Linked DNA regions of Salmo salar: region 2 is linked to region 1. A link is a contact called in public Hi-C data. All regions are on one chromosome and are shown on one strand. The core of a region is the stretch at or near the end of the contact, and the rest is flanking DNA. Distances in the headings are between cores, read along the strand shown.

Region 1 (2,700 bases), core at 53-2,552:
CTGTGCGAGGTACTACACCAGGTAGGGGCTATGCGAGGAATGTGGGAAGTATGGAAGTGTGTGGAAAGTTGTGTGTAGGGTAAGTGATGGTTGATTACCTTTTTTCATTGCCATAAGATTTCTGGGCAACTTTTGCATGCAGGATCAGGACAGTTTGGTCTCCTCGCTCCTTCAGGTAATTCCTCATCGCTTCTCTGTGAAGAAGGGAAGAAGTTAGAAACAGAGGGATGGAAAGAGGGAGACATGAGAGAGAGGTTTGTTATTCATCCATTTATATAAACAAGTTATAGATGACAGAAGCGACAGAGATAAAGTAAACTGAACAAAAATATAGAAGCAACATGCAACAATTTCAACGATTTTACTGAGTTATTTATATAAAAAATCGGTCAATTGGAATAAATGATTTACGCCCTAATCTATGGATTTCACGATTGGGCAGGGGCACAGCCATGGGTGAGCTTGGGAGGGCATAGGCCCACCCACTGGGAGCCAGGCCCAGCCAATCAGAATGCGTTTTCCCCACAAAAGGGCTTTATTACTGACAGAAATACTCCTCAGTTTCATCAGCTGTCCAGGTGGCTGGTCTCAGACGATCCCGCAGGTAAATAAGCCGGATGTGGAGGTCCTGGGCTGGCGTGGTTACACTGCAGTCGTGAGGCCGGTTGGACGTACTACCAAATTCTTTAAAACAATGTTGGAGGCTTATGGTAGAGAAATTAACATTAAATTCTCTGGCAACAGCTCTGGCGAACATTCCTGCAATCATCCGGCCAATTGCACGCTTGAGACATCTGTAGCAATGCGTTGTGTGACAAAACTGCACATTTTATAGTGGCCTTTTATTGGCCCTAGCACAAGGTGCAGCTGTGTAATGATCATACCGTTTAAATCAGCTTCTTGATATGCCACACCTGTCAGGTGGATGAATTATCTTTGCAAAGGAGAAATGCTCACTATCAGGGATGTAAAAAAATTCACTCAAAATTTGAGAGAAATAAGCTTTTTGTGTGTATGGAAAATGTCTGGGATCTTTTATTACAGCTCATGAAACATGGGACCAACACTTTACATGTTGCATTTATATTTTGTTCAGTGTAGATAAAACCAAAAAACAGGAACATGAAAACTCCGGGTCAATAAAACTAACATTTTAAACATGGAGAGACGGGAATATTTTGACAAGTTCCAGTTTGATTAGCCAACTCTCTGGTGTGCTGAAGGTTGTGTTGCTTACACACACACACTCTGCACACACAGACCGCTCACACACAGACACATGGACACACACAGTTCGGTGCCAAAAGCTATGTTCTCTCCAGCTGGGCTGACTGAAAGGAGGGAGGGAAAAATAAAACACCAAAGTCCTGAGCTCACCACCAAAGAATCCACATCTCGTGTCAAAATGTTGCAAGGCCCGTGCTCCAATTACTTCTGTCACCTAAGCAAAAACATAAATGGGTTTCCATCGCATTTTCAACTCTACTGATGGTTTTGGCACAACAAATGTTGCGTTATATTAGCGAATGTGCCCACTCTGCTCTTAGCAACAGTGCTCTAGCCAACAGCTACCAGCTACATTGCGGGTATAGCCTACATAATGAGATTATGGACAAAAGAGCAAGATTTCTATGGTCAAACGGAAGTCAAGATAATAAACTGTCCCGAGTCGTAGCGGGAGAACCGAACACCATGACATCGTGTGGCTCAGTTTACTTTGATATGATGGTTATTATATCAATGTCTGCGCATAAAAGCATTTCCACCGCCATTTCTCGCATAATTCATTTTACCGGCACAAAAAGATCCAACCTTGTCTAGCGTATTTTGTTTGGTCAACATTTGGAAATTTGACCGACAAATGTGCTGTTTCCATCAGGCCTGTCACAAAAAAAAATGTATCCGACGTACTTTACTGGCATAAAAAAGGTTGGATAGACACCTGGTTACTGTGTGTGTACTCGTTGAAAAGCACACAGCTAAAGATTTTCAGACTAGCAGGGGTCAAGGGTGACCCTGAGCAGACACAATGGCCCATTTGCACAGATGTCAGTGTCACCTGACATGTCCAGTGACACAGAAAGGGAGTCATACACATACACACATTAGGGCTGGGCGATATGGCCAAAATATATATCACTAGATTTGTTTTTGACAGGATGATGCAATTTGGCGGTATCATGCTATTTGGCGGGATGATGCTAATGATGCCATTTGGCGGGACGGGACGATGCCATTTGGCGGGACGGGACGATGCCATTTGGCGGGACGGGACGATGCCATTTGGCGGGACGGGACGATGCCATTTGGCGGGACGGGACGATGCCATTTGGCGGGATGATGCCATTTGGCGGGATGATGCCATTTGGCGGGATGATGCTATTTGGCGGGATGATGCTATTTGGCGGTATTTGAGGTTTCTGAATAATACAAGTTCTATGAGTAGTGCTTGACCTTAGGGTGGCAACACATACATTTTAAGTGTTTTCAAATGGGGCTTTCTGCATTCTGATTGTTTTATACTGTTCAATCAAACTTCAACCAAAAGGTGATATTGCAATTTTACATTTTTGTTTTTTACCTTTATTTAACTAGGCATTTAAGAACAAATTCTTATTTTCAATGAGATTTTTACCTCGTCAGCTCAGGGATTCGATCTTGCAACCTTTCAGTTACAAGTCCAACGCTCTAACTACTAGG
Region 2 (2,704 bases), core at 45-2,544, 61 kb after region 1:
AGCTACAATCAAAGAAATTAGACAAAGCCCATGAAACGGACTAACATTCAAGAAGATAGCGAGTCTGAGGTTATCATTTACCTCGTAGCCTGCAGCAGAAATAATTCAGGGTATTTAGACAGATTAGATAGCTGCCTCTTTTAGGATTGCCTTTCAGAAATGTAAGTAGCTTAAAACTAGTTAAATAACTACAGTAGCTAATTTATTAGAGCGTTGGCTATTTCATAAAGCAGCGAACCAACGTTGGACAGGGGCGTCACATTTCAAGCATATTTTCTTTGAGCTTTACATTTCAGTGGCTCTGTGCTGGCTATCTGACGTTTACCGACCTATATAGAAAGATACAAAATTCCACATGTACAAAATAAAAACAAATATCCACAACGTGATGTTTTTGGACTTTCGGGTAGTTTCTAGAGAATTAGCGTCAGGTTATGCCCCTAGTTGCGCTCAAAAATAAAATAAACATTAGTCTGCACCGCGCATGGAGAGGATATGGCATGGGAAAGCACGGGACTGTTTTATAAACACCACTTTATATTCGAGTGCATTTACGCACGGCAAAACATCACACGTCTGCAAGTGTATTTACCAACAATCGATAGAGAAATATCCAGACAGCTAGCTAGTTAGCCAGCCAGCTAACAACACAGACTTATGAGTTGAACGCAATGTAGACAGAAAACGATGCCTTGCTTGACAAAGCCACAACGTGTTTCAAGCACAGCGGAACACTATATTCAATTGCAACATGGTTAGAAGGTGAATACATTTATATCGTGGGATATATTGTTGAATAATGTTCTCTAAAAATATAGACAAACACAACCGTTTATTTTTCCCCAACCCAGAGCGATTGTACTCGTGTCGTTGCCTGGTGCTGAAAAAGGACCTCAATGCTAGCAGCAACGAGCTAGCTCCAACCCCACAACACCGCACCGTGGTGCAGCAACAGTCAGTACAGTGAAGTAGTCAAACGAAAAAACACACACACAATACATTTAGACAAAGAAAATGCTTTCACCGACTGAAAACAAATGTCCATAAATACCCAAATGTGGTCGGCAATCTATGCTCGAACATAAGCAACCAATTCTCTCTGAAAAACTTAAATTCACTTTAACTCCAGTACAACCACCAGCCCTGAATCTCAGACTTACCCTGTCACAACAGGCGCCATCTTCCACAAACTCTCACCAAAACTCCAACACTCGCGATATCCTTTCTCCCCAGACCAACAATCCGCGGAGACAACAGAAGCAGACTGGCAAAGCAGGAACGATGGAGAGGAGTCCAGAAAGGAGGGGGAGGCGGCGGGTAGAGAGTGAGAGAAAAGGGCAGACACCACAACAATAGGCGTGGGAAACTTCAGACATCACGCGAGACCGGGAAAACTCTCACCATAGACAAACATGGAGGGATCGTGGTCCTATCGCGAGATGGACGTGGAGTGGAGTTGTTGCTTATTTTATAGCGCTGAAATAGTATTCCCACGTGTTCACGGGGTAATAAATTACAGCACCGATTGGAACATAGTTTGGCATAGAATTTTGCACAATGTTGTGAGGAAGCCTGTATTTTCCCAGGCCCCCAGGACTTACTCTGTATGCAATAATAGTGTTTAACATTATTTTTTAATGACTTCCTCATCTTTGTACCCCAGACATACAATTATCTGTAATGTCCTTCAATCGAGCAGTGAATTTCAAACACAGATTCCAACACAAAGACCAATTCCTCACAAAGAAAGACACCTATTGGTAGATGGGTAAAAAAAAAATCTAAGCAGACAATGAATATCCCTTTTGAGCATGGTGAAGTTTGGATGGTGTATCAATACACCCAGTCACTACAAAGATACAGGCTTCGTTCCTAACTCAGTTGCCGGAAAGGAAGGAAACCGCTCAGGGATTTCACCATGAGGCATAAAACTGTTACAAAGTTTAATGGCAGTGATAGGAGAGAACTGAGGATGGATCAACAACATTGGGGTAGCAGGTAGCCCAGTGGTTAGCGCATTGGGCCAGTAACCGAAAGGTTGCTGGATTGAATCCCCAGCTGACAAGGTCAAAATCTGTTGTTCTGCCCCTGAACAAGGCAGTTAACCCACTGTTCCCTGGTAGGCTGGGGAATTTGTTCTTAACTGACTTGCCTAGTTAAATAAAGGTTAAATACAAAATTGTAGTTACTCCACAATACTAACCTAATTGACAGAGTGAAAAGAAGGAAGCCTGTACAGAATAAAAACACTCCGAAACATGCATCCTGTTTGCAGCAAGGCACTAAAGTAAAACTTTTTTTTTAAATGTGGCAAAGCAATTCACTTTTTGTCCTGAATACAGCGCGTTATGTTTGGGGCATATCCAATACAACACCTCAGACGTGGGACCAAGTCATTGTTTTACAAGTTACAAGTAAGTCTCAAGTCTTAGCACTCAAGTCCCAAGTCAAGACAGGCAAGTCCGAGTCAAGACCGTCAAGTATCAAGTCAAGTCGCAAGTCCTAAACTTAGAGTTTCGAGTCCTAAACAAGTCATAATGTGCTCGTCACCATTTCATATTTTTAACAAGAGTAATAGTATATTACATTTACGTAAATCATGAGAAAGACCAATAGTGATCGACTATCGAGGATCACTATGGTGCGCAATCGGGTGATGTAGGCTTGTAGAGAAAAAATGTATGAAATGTATGCATTCACTACT

The links. Hi-C and Micro-C count contacts between places; a contact is called where the count stands out from the background.
Region 2: a Hi-C map of muscle shows a contact between it and region 1, with 6 times the contacts expected there. The contact joins the promoter of rbpjb here to the enhancer-like site in region 1. A contact is called at or near these places in 3 of 3 Hi-C or Micro-C datasets (blood, gill and muscle).

What each region holds. Positions count from the first base shown.
Region 1 is chrssa07:10,915,594-10,918,293 of Ssal_v3.1, forward strand. It overlaps rbpjb (recombination signal binding protein for immunoglobulin kappa J region b), which reads right to left. Exons shown (of 12, transcript XR_006770563.1): 3 at 99-194. Among protein-coding and RNA genes, the nearest start is that of LOC106608554, 36 kb to the left of the region's middle. Within about 2 kb of position 1,303, at least 2 of the 13 cell types and tissues checked have an H3K27ac peak or open chromatin away from gene starts, as enhancers often do. A contact at or near this core is called in muscle, where this site is marked.
Region 2 is chrssa07:10,976,525-10,979,228 of Ssal_v3.1, forward strand. rbpjb (recombination signal binding protein for immunoglobulin kappa J region b) reads right to left here and starts at 1,295. Exons shown (of 12, transcript XR_006770563.1): 1 at 1,161-1,295.